Regions from separate parts of the Sus scrofa genome. Here region 1 is linked to region 2. Evidence: chromatin contacts called from public HiChIP or PLAC-seq data. All regions are on one chromosome and are shown on one strand. Each heading gives the region's core, a stretch centred on a gene start, on an enhancer-like site or on the middle of the called end of the contact. The rest is flanking DNA. Distances are from core to core; before and after follow the strand shown. Region 1 overlaps NEMP2 (nuclear envelope integral membrane protein 2). Region 2 overlaps NEMP2 (nuclear envelope integral membrane protein 2).

Region 1 (5,991 bases), core at 3,492-5,991, 66 kb after region 2:
AACAGACATATAGATCAATGGAACAGAACAGAGAGCCCGGAGATGAACCCACACTTATATGGTGAATCTATGCCAAGGGAAGAAAGAATATACAAAGGGGAAGACAGTCTCTTTGATAAACAGTGTTGGGAAACTGAACAGCTACATGCAAAAAAAATGAAACTGTACTAGTTTCTGACACTACATATAAAACAAACTTTTCAAAATTTTAAGATTTTTATTTTTTCTATTATAGTTGGTTTACAATGTTCTGTCAATTTCTGCTGTACAGCAAAGTGACCCAGTCATACATATATATATACATACATTCTTATTCTCACATTATCCTCCATCATGGTCCATTGAAAGTGACTAGATATAGTTCCCTGTGCTATACAGCAATATGGAATAAAGACTTAAATATAAGACCTGAAAACAAAACTCCTAGAAGAAAATATAGGCAATACGCTCCTTGACATGTCAGCAATATTTTTGGGGTTTCCTCAGGCAAGGGAAACAAAAGGAAAAATAAACAAATGGTAACTACGTCAAATTCAAATGCTTTGCACAGCAAAGAAAACACCAAAATAAAACGGCAGCCTACTGAATGGGAAAAGATTTTGCAAATGATATATTCAGCAAGGAGTAACATCTTTAAAAAAAACTCATATAACTCAACATGAAAAAAAAGGTACCAGATTAAAAAATGGGCAGAGGATCTGAGCTGAGTCTTTTCTGAAGAAGACCTACAAATGGCCAACAGACACAAGATGCTCAACATCGCAAATTATTAGAGAAATGTAAATCAAAACCACAATGAGATACTACCTCACATCTGTCAGAATGGCTATCATTAAAAATACAACAAATAACAAGTGTCAATGAGGATGAGGAGAAAAAGGAACCCCTGTACACTGTTGGTGGGATTGTAAATCGGTGTAGCAACTATGGAACATAGTAAGGAGGTCAAAAAATTAAAAATAGAACTACCATACGATCCAGCAACTTCACTCTTGGGTATTTATCCAAAGAAAACAAAAATACTAATTCTATAAGAAATATGCACACTAATGTTCATAGCAGCATAGTTAAAACAGCAGAGGTATGGAAGCAACCTAAGTATCCATCAACAGATGAATGGATAAAGATATGGTTTGTGTGGATATATATACATAATATATTAGATTTAATGTTATATATTTAAATATATTTTATATATAAATATAATACACATTATATAGCATAATATGGTATATATAAAGATGTGATATATACGTGTGATATATATATATATATACACATATACATATATATATGTATTATGGACTACTACTCAGCCATAAAAAATGAAACCTTACCATTTGTGACAACATAGATGAATCCAGAGGATATCATGCTAAGTAAATTAAGTCAGAGAAAGACAAATACCATATGATCTCACTTTTATGTGTGTAATCTAAAAAACAAAACAAACAAAACAAAATGAAAACAAACTCATAGACACAGAGAACAAACAGGTGGCTGCCAGAAGGGAGGGGTTGGGTGTGGGTGACATAGTGAAGGGGATTAGGCAGTAAAAGCTTCTAGTTAGAAAATAAGTAAGTCACAGGGATGTAATATATCACATAATAATATGGTCAATAATACTATAATAACTTCTTATGGGGACAGATGGCTACTAGACTAGATGGCTACTAGATGGTGGTGATCATTTGTAATGTATGCAAATGTCAAATCACTATGTAGTATACCTGAAACTAACACATTATTATATGTTAACTATATTTCAATTTAAAAAGAATATTCATTTCTGCTTTAGAAAATAAAAGAAATGAACATACAGGGAGAAAAGTGAAATTAAGAATTAAAGCAACAATGGAAATCAGTTGTCATGCCTTAGAGACATAAAGTAGACTCTCTTCATCACCTAAACATGGGATTTTATGTTTGGAAGAAGCCCATAGATACTAGTGTTTCCTTGGAATAAGTTTCATTAAACGTAAATAAATATATGATGACAGGTTAAAAAAAAAGTAAACAGCTTAGGAGATAGGCAGATTTTGTAAAATATGTAAGATAAGTAAGTCAGTAACTTCTGAGACATGTTAGACATAGAAGAAGTAAGTGAAGCATTTGTATAATGAACATTTATTATAAAGGGATGGAAAGAGCAAGAGATACTTAATAGCCATGATATGCTAAATATATATGAGGCTGTGAATCATCAAATAGTCATGACACACTGAAGGTGCAGGAGGCATAAGAGGCATTCCCTATTTATGAGGTCTTAATTCGGCTGACCATTGGCTCCTCACATCCTCTACACAATGAATGCAAGATAAAATCCATAGCTGCTCATCAGACTAATTACATTACAGCTATCAGCTAGATGTACTTGCTCCCAAACCTGTAGAGCAAGTGTGTGTTTTGACCCCAGGCATTCTATGTGTTCGGTCATTCTGCTCAAATTTTAACTCTAGTCTTTTCTAGTATACTCTTATGCAGAAGGTAGGAACAGGACTGAGGATTCAGTTAGTGTCAACCTTCTAAGTATACCTACACCATATCTTAAATGTGTTAACCTACCCTGTTTTCACCCTGCTTCTTGCTGAGTTTTTTTTGATTGATTTAATAAACCATGAGATTTAAGCATCTCATTCTGGTCTGTAAGCCCTTCTGTGATCTCTTGGCTAGCTTGCCTGTTGTTATACTTACAGGCTTCTGTTGCAGTAAGGTAATTTTCCACACAACAATAGTATTCACAAATTCTTAACTTAGATATAAATGGCATCACACGGTATATATTCATCTGCACCGTGCTATTCTACCCAACATCGTATTTGTGAAGTTCTCCCATGGAAGTTATATAGATCTATTTCATTTATTTTTACAGCTATATCCACTATATGCACATATCACAATTTATTCATAAATTCTTCCGTTGATACAATGTAGGTTGTTTACAAATTTTTAACTACTGCGACCAGTGATGCTGTGAATATTTTTGGGTAAATGTAAGATAGTGGTTCTGAGAATATACCCGGGAGTGCAATTTCTGGGTCAAAGAGTATGCACACCTTTAACATGACTAAATATTGCCAAACTATTCTCCAAAGTGATTGCACCAATTATACCCTTACCAAAAGTAGATGAGTCTCTATGTTCTTAATCCTAGCCAACACTTTGTATGGTCAGACTTTATTTTTGCAGATCCAATGAATGGATGGACTCTGGTTACAAAAAAGTATTGATTTTGGCAATTAAAAAACCTAGTGGGATTTCCTCAGTACTTAAATCATGAGGAGAAAAATATGTGCAAATTTTTTGTCATATTTTTAGACTTTCCCATTCTCTGTTTAAAACCAAGTAAAGTTTCCCCTTTCTCTTTCCAACCCCGTAAACACCAAAGGAAAAACAACTCTGCAACAAAATCTGTCTTTTTTTTCCCCATAAGGATTAGGGCTTGTAAGAATACCATGTTGGTTGCTTTATGTCACAGATATATCACTCTGATTATAGAGGGGCACAAGAAAAAGAATTTAGCTGCATCCATGCAAATCACTCATCACTAAGTACATGACATAATGATGGTGGGTAAGTAGCTGAACAACTATTACACATAGGCTGAGAATGCACTCATGTAAAAAATTCTAGAAAGTTGCTCTTTTCCCCCAGAATATCTGCTCTAGGGGTTTGTTCCATGCCTTAAAATTGGCTAGTAGAAATTAATGTACTGGGTCAAATTTTTTCATATTTAAGAAGCTTTCCAATGAAAACACAGCTCAAAAAATACATTTAGTACTTACATATCATTAGCATCTTATCTGCCACATCTCTTTCAAAAGCACAAAGGGAATGGGATCTGGGACCTGCAAGTGCTATTGGGTATAAGACAGAAGCCATCCTCAACTTATTCCTCTCCCTAACTTATTCCTCTCCGTAGCTTATTCCTCTCCCTAATCCAACACATTCAGACAGGCAAATCTTTGTTCATAATTTCTTGCTTAAACCTTCTGGATGACTCAGAAGCCCAAGCAGTGTTCTCAAAGTTTGGTCGGGGGGGGGGGGTCCCTTTTGGCTTCAGATCCTTCAAGGTAATTGTTTTAAAAAAATGCAGATTCCTAAGTCCCAGCCCAGGCTTATACTCAGGATGCTTGAGTGTGAGGCTCCAGGAATATGTGTTTTCAACAAAGTACCCAGTTTGATTTAAAAAAAAAATTTTTTTTTTAACAAATGAGAAGTATAACACAAATTAAGTACTGAAACTATAAATATGCAGATCTCTAATTTATCACAAAGCAAACAGCCACATAACCAACCACAGTCCAGAACAAGAAAGAGAACCTTGTCAACACTTTAGAAGTCCAGCTTGTTCTCCTTCTAATGACTGTCCTCTCCCCTAATTGTAACTACTATTTTTTTTTCTTTTTAGGGGATACACTTGGGGCACATATGGACATTCTGGGTCTAGAGGCTGAACTGGAGCTGTAGCTGCAGGCCTTTGCCGCAGCCACAGCAATGCTGGATCTGAGCTGCATCTGTGACCTACACCACAGCTTGTAGCAACACTGAATCCTTAACCCACTGAGTGAGGCCAGGGATCAAATTTGCATCCTCATGGACACTACGTCAGGTTCTTAACCTGCTAAGCCACAACAGGAACTCCGTAACCATGATTCTGATATCTAACACTACCAGTCTGATTCTCGCACTCATTGAAGATGAGCACTTACAGCAACAGGATAAAGGTCACGTTGCTTAGAGTATCATATGAGGAAGCTGCATAATTTGGTCTTTGCAACCTCATATTCTGCCTCTGCCCTATTCACATTTCATTCTGAAGTCATTTGTAAGCAGTTATGTTTCGTTTTATAATTATTGCCCTAATTCACTGCTCTTGCTTCATGCTGTTTCACTGCCTCTGCAGTTGCTGGGGAGTGCCCATATTTCCTGTCTATTAAATTCATCCTTCAAGACCTGTCCAATTGTCACTTTCTTGTGAGCCTCATGACTTTCACCCCCTGTGCCCATGCAAGGCAGAACCATCACATTTTATACTATGTGGCTTATAATGAGAAGCAATTATTCTTTTACATGTCTATTTCTCTTTCTAGACCATGTTTTAGGGCTGAGATTTATTTTAACATTCTCTTGAGTACAGTACAGACTTAGTGTGTGTCCTGCAGCAGGTGCTTAGTATGTTGGTCAATCTCCAGGTGTGCACATCTTTGAAAAAGTAGCACACTGCAACCCTAACACCTCCAGGCACATTTGGATCAGATCATATTCTTGTCAGGAAACAAACCAAACTCAGACATCCAGAGACCACTGGGTGCCTGAGAAGGGTATGAGACAAGTGAAGGAAGTGAGAAGAAATGCAAAGGGGGTGGTGGGGAGCCAGAGTGATGGTGCCTAGATCTTGGGGTGGGGGTTGGGGTGTGGGTGGGAGTGGGCGGGCTGCAGAGAATGAGCAATCGCACTGCTACAAGCAGCACTGGGGAACCTGCCTCACCTGAGTCCTCCTTTCTTCCTCAGACAGGACACCTAGCTGTTAGACTGATGTGCCGTGTGGGAGGCCTAGACTATTCTAACTTCTTCACAACATCATTTCCTGCTTCTCATTGTCCTTGCACTGTCCATCTGCTTCTGGGTGTCCACTCTTAGAAAAAATGGTTGCTTATAAGTAACCTCCCTCTTTCTTGACCTTAGCATACAAGGAAGGTGGACTGTTCAGTTCTTCAAAACGCCTATCCATCTATAGTATGTGTGAGTAGGAGTGGAGGGCGACAACGAAGCACACAGAGAGGCCTTGTGTAGCTGCCCTTGTGCTCAGAGGATCTGGATCGTAAGCATCTGGGCAGCTTGCCACAGGAAACTTCTCAGCAATGTAAATAGTCCTTAGGCAAATAAACCTCGACTGTTAGGCAAACTGAGAGGTTGGAAGAACAGGAACGACTCAAAATTTATATAATCCAGAAAAGATACTGTAAAACAAAATTAAACTCTATCAGA
Region 2 (5,666 bases), core at 1,155-3,654:
CACACAATCAAAGCTCTGTTAATCAAGAAGACAACCCCTAGGCCAGGCTTTTTCAAACTGGAGACTGTGAAATCATTTAATGGGTCCTAACAAACATTGTCATGGGTTGGGTTCCCCAGGAAGCAGATTCTGAGACAGAGCAAGAGTTCAGAACATTCATCAGGACATGCCTTTGGGATCAAACTTGTAGAAGGAAACAGAATTGGACAAAGGAGGAAGTAGAGCTGGGATCCAAGGTCCAAAGACCTCTTTAGGCAAGTCCATGAGTAATACTGAAGCTAGAATGGCTCTTTAGAATTGTCCCACATCAGCACAAGGTGGCCAGGCCTTTATACCCTTTATCCTTCATTTGGAGATGAGGTCTTTAAAGGGGTGATTAAGTTAAAATGAAGTCCTAATCCAATGTGACTCGTGTGCTTATAAGAAGAAAAGAAACAGAGGGGCATGCATACACAGAGAGGAGGCCGTGTGAGGACACAGTGAGAAGGTGGTCATCTGCAAGCCAAGGAGAGAGGCCTCAGGAGAAAATAAACTGCTGACAGCTTAATCTTGGACCTCTAGCCTCCAGAACTGCGAGAAAATAAATTTCTGTTGTTTGAGTCACCCAGTCTGCAGTATTTTGTTATGGCAGCCCTAGAAAACTAATACGCCCTCCTCATTGGATGGGGCCAATCTCAGGAAGTATAACTTGGGCATGTCTACTCTCTGAACTGAGGCAGTTCTTGGGGGGTGGTGGGGGGCTGACAGCTGAAGATTGCCCACCAGCAGCACTCATTGCAGAGAGTATGACTGGTGCATCTCAAGATGTCACAAACATTAAAGAACATTCCAAGCTGAATAGAAAATAACAGAATGCATCATAGGTAGAAAAATTAAATATTGTTTCATGAAACTTTTTGCATATGTATGTATATACAAACATACATACATGCATACATACATACATATGTAATGAGTATGTGTGGACTGGACATGATGAAAAATTTCTTTCCGTCAAAAATGTTTAAAAGTTACTTCCTTAAGCAAGAAATTAGAGGACTTTTCCGAAAAAGATAAACAGACCCAGAGAGGAAACAAAACATTTTCTCTGGCAACCCAAAGCGAAGCTATCAAGGAGTTGTTTTGGCTCAGTGGGCTAAGAACCTGACGTTGTCTCTGTGAGGATGTGATGTGATCCCTGGCCTTGCTCAGTGGGTTAAGCATTCAACATTGCCACAAGAAGAGGTGTAGGTTACAGATGCAGCTCGGATCCGGTGTTACCATGGCTGTGGCATAGGCCTCACCTGAAGCTCCAATTCAACCCCTACTCTGGGAACTTCCATATGCTACAGATGTGGCTGAAAAAAGAAAAAAACAAAACAAAACAAACAAAAGTGAAGCTATTGCCCTATAAGCCCCATCCACACACAAAGGCATAAAGAGTTCCTCATTAGCTTTTTAGCACCCTGTTCTCTATGTTTTTGGTTGCACCCATAGCATACAGAATTTCCCAGGCTAGGGATTAAACTGGTGATCTGATCCACACAGTGATAATGCCAGATCCTTAACTCACCAGGCTGCCAGGGAACTCCTAGCACCTTGTTCTTAAATATGAACAGACAAAAAAAGACTACTAGTCATATAAAGCAAATTCTATCCTAAAAAAAAAAAGGACTCAATATGAAAAACAGAGGAAAATAAAGAATAGAAAAAAATACTGTTTATATGCTAATTTATAGCCTCAAAACTATGAGAGACATGTATATAGAAAACAAAAGCAGAATGCTTTTAAAAAAACAACATTAAGGGGACTTCCCTTTGTGGCTCAGCAGTTAATGAACCCGACTAGGATCCATGAGGATGCGGGTTCGATCCCTGGCCTCGCTCAGTAGGTTAAGGATCCGGTGTTGCTATGAGCTATGGTGTAGGTTGAAGACGAGGCTCGGATCCTGCGTTGCTGTGGCTGTGGCGTAAGCCGGCAGCTGTAGCTCCAGTTTGACCCCTACCCTGGGAACTTCCATACGCCACAGGTGCGACCCTAGAAAGCAAAAAAAGAAAAGAAAAAAGAAAAGAAAAAACAAGAAAGGATTCTTGGGAATTTAAAATATAATATAAAATATAATAACAATTTCGGTGGAGACATTGGAAGATAAAATCAAGGAAATCTGCTGAAAATAGAACCAAAAGATGAATAGATGAACAATAAGAAAGAAAAGATAGAGATTTAGAGACTCAGTCCAGTAGGTACAATATCTGACTAGAAAGAGGTCTGGAAAGAGAAGAAATGGAAGACAAATTATCCAAGAAAAGTTCCCAGAAAAGGAAGGCCTAAGTCTCAAAACTGAAAGTGCCTGCCACGTACTCAGTACAACAAGTAAAAAGGGCACGTCATTGAGAAATAAGTGTGGGAACTGAAGTTTGGCACTTGCCACTGGCCTCTACATGGATTAAATCAGGAGCCACTGAAGCTGCCAGCCCGCAGCACCCCCTGCTCAGAGCTCAGGGTGAAAGTCAGGAGTGAAGCACTCAGTGCTCTGGGAAGACTGGAAGAACAGGTCTTCAGATAGATAGTTTCAGGAGAAGGTTTTATGTGCCAATTCTTCCATTTCCTCATTATCTAGAAAAGCACTAAAATCCTTCAAGGTGAGGTCTGCTCATTGTGACTGGTAGTAACTTCTAGGAGATCAGCAAAAACTTTTATAAAATGTGTGCATGGCTGCGTGTGCCTCCCTCTCACCTTTATCATATCCTGATTTCCCCCCTTTCCTATTTGGAAACTATAGACCTTACCACCGTCTGGTCTACAGTTAAGGATAAAACAAAGAATGTCAAAAGGTCATCTGTGAATGCAGTCACCTCCAAGGGTGTGGCTGGTGAGTCCTGCAGGCTGTGAAAACTCTGGATACTGGTCCTGATAGCAGAGGTACGTATCAAAGGAAGGATTTCAGTGAGCCCAGGCCTCTTTTGTTCCTGCTCCCTGGTCTTTGTTGCAAAAATTCCCATTTACCCTAGCTCCTCCCTCACTTCCTCGGAGCAGTTTCTCAGGGCTACCCGAGATGCTGTCTCCCAAGCTTAACTCCTATAAAACTTAACACTCAACTTTCAGGTTGTGCATTTTTTTTTTTAAGTCGACAATGTCAGGCCACCAAGAATATTGAGAGAATCTCAAAAATGCCCAGAAAGAAAAATGAGTTTTATATTAAAAAATAGGAATCAGATTGCATCAGACTTCATAACTACAATATTGGACTCAAAAAAGCCTTAAGAATTATGAAGGGAGTCCCCTGTTGGCTAGAGGTTAAGGATGTGGTGTTGTTACTACCATACTGTGGCTCAAGTTCAATCCCTGGCCAGGGAACTTCTGCATGCTAAGGGTGCAGCCAAAAATGAAAATAAAAATAACAATTTGGAGTTCCTGTCATGGCTCAGTGGTAACGAACCTGACTAGTATCATGAGGACATGGGTTCAATCCCTGATCTCGCTCAGTGGGTTAAGGATCTGGCATTGCCGTGAGCTGTGGTGTAGGTTGCAGACATGGCTCAGATCTGGCATTGTGGTGACTGTGGCATAGGCTGGCAGCCGCAGCTCCGATTCAACCCCTAGCTTGGGAACTTCCATATGCTGTGGGTACCGCCCTAAAAAGAAAGAAAGAAAAAAAAAAAGAATAATGAAGGATGATTTTTTTAGACCTAGAATGCAATATCCAGTCAAACTATCTAAGTGTGAGGGCAGAATAAAGATATTTCAGACATACAAGAATTCATACAAGAAAATTTACCTGCCATGTGTCTTTTGTAGGAAGCTACTGTAGGATATGATCTAGAAAAACAAGGAAGGGAAACAAGAAAGAGAAAGACACTGGATCCAAAAAAAGGAGATCCATCATATTTGGATGAAAAGGGAATCCACATGATCATTGTGAAGGTGATTTGAGCACAGCAGCTCTGCAATAAGCCTAGAGAGCAGCAAGTTCAGACTGATTCAAGAGGACGCAGGGCTTCAGGAAGGAGGTCTCCAAGAGAACCAGGCAACTCATACGCTGCTTCATGAATCTGAATGTATTTGCATTTCTGGAGGAGAAATTTTTGACAGTTACATAGAAAAGCTAGCATACAAATGAAGTGAGATGATCATCAATTCCAGTGAAAACAAATTTGTACCAAGAAAGGTAATATAATCACAGTATATTACATGCTTCAGCCTTAAACAGTATTTACATTATCTTAATTATATAAAAACCAAATAGTGACCTGAGAAAAACACTGTGATTATAACTACATTGGGAGAATAAGAGGAGGGTATAAGAGACTAAATCATGTCTTTCATAGAAGGGATTCTTAGATGATATCTAAACTTTGAAACATCTAGAAGTAGCATTAGAAATACCAGAAGAAATACCTGCAAGTTGAGTGTGGTTGCTTCGAGGAATGGAATGAGAATTAGAGTTTAGAGGTTGTGTAAGGGAAGGTGCTGCTCTTCTTCTTTTAGATTCTGAAGAGAGATTGGCCATTTTCTTATTTATTTATTTACCTATTTATTTTTGTCTGTTGTCATTTTAGGGCCATACCCGTACACATGCAAGTTCCCAGGCTAGGGCTGTAGCTGCTGGCCTACACCACCGCCACAGCCAGGCCAGATCTGAGCAGCATCTGTGACCTACACCACAGATCACGGTAACGCCTGATCCTTAACCCACTGAGAGAGGCCAGGGGTTGAACCTGCAACCTCGTGGTTCCTAGTCAGATTCGTTTCCCCTGCGCCAGGACGGGAACTCCAGATTTGGCTTTTTAAATCCCATACATTTATAATTTAGATGAAAATATAAAAGATTTTAGAAAGAAAAATGCTAACTTGGGCATATTATTTTTGAGATATGCGGGAAACCATCTTAAAAGCTACAAGGAGTCACAGGGATGTAATGTATACATCGGGAATACAGTCAATAATGTTTCAACAGCTTTGGTGATGGATGGTAGCTGAACTTATTATGATGATTATTTCATAATATTATAAAAATACCAAATCACTGTTGTACACCTGAAACATAACAATGTATGTTAAGTAACCAACTTTAAAAATAAGTTAAAGGGAAAAACTTGAAAGTGAAAGTGTTTTTCTAGCGGGGAGCAGGACTAGAAGTTGATCTTCCCTGTAAGCACTATTATACCAGTTTTTGCAGACTGTGACAACATTACACTGAAGAACAATTTTAAATAAAAAATCAAAACAATTAATTTGCAGGAATGAATCCAGGTATGTGGACACCCAGGATGGGCTTTGAATTTTAGCTCTGCTGCTTATAGTTTCCTAATCTTTAAAATCTTTAACATCCTCCTTACAAAGGGCAAGGAGTTCATAAGAGCACACATTTGGAAGCTCCTGGTAGATTGAAAATGATTAATAAAACTCCCTTTCTTTCCTCTTACAGATAAAGTCAAGACACTAGTTTTCAGTAGTACAAACTCACACTTTGACACCTTTTTCCTTGGACTCACAAGGATCCCCCCACTCCCTTACACTTTGCCTATAAAAGGAACATTTAGCATACACATAAATAACGAAGTCATTAAGGAGTTCCCGTCGTGGCTCAGTGGTTAACGAATCCCACCAGGAACCATGAGGTTGCGGGTTCGATCCCTGGCCTTGCTCAGTGGGTTAAGGATCCGGCGTTGCCGTGAGCTGTCCT

The links. HiChIP or PLAC-seq counts read pairs in DNA pulled down with a chosen protein or histone mark.
Region 1: a contact with region 2 is called in an H3K27ac HiChIP or PLAC-seq map of alveolar macrophages. The contact joins two enhancer-like sites. A contact is called at or near these places in 2 of 47 Hi-C or Micro-C datasets (embryonic fibroblasts and skeletal muscle) and 1 of 2 datasets of contacts at active chromatin or transcription factors (alveolar macrophages).

The regions. Positions count from the first base shown.
Region 1 is chr15:95,224,295-95,230,285 of Sscrofa11.1, forward strand. The region is part of intron 3 of NEMP2 (nuclear envelope integral membrane protein 2); the gene reads right to left. Among named protein-coding and RNA genes, the nearest start is that of NAB1, 21 kb to the right of the region's middle. Within about 2 kb of position 4,742, at least 11 of the 83 cell types and tissues checked have an H3K27ac peak or open chromatin away from gene starts, as enhancers often do. A contact at or near this core is called in alveolar macrophages, where this site is marked.
Region 2 is chr15:95,160,642-95,166,307 of Sscrofa11.1, forward strand. All of the region lies in intron 4 of NEMP2 (nuclear envelope integral membrane protein 2), which reads right to left. Among named protein-coding and RNA genes, the nearest start is that of NAB1, 85 kb to the right of the region's middle. Within about 2 kb of position 2,405, at least 22 of the 83 cell types and tissues checked have an H3K27ac peak or open chromatin away from gene starts, as enhancers often do. A contact at or near this core is called in alveolar macrophages, where this site is marked.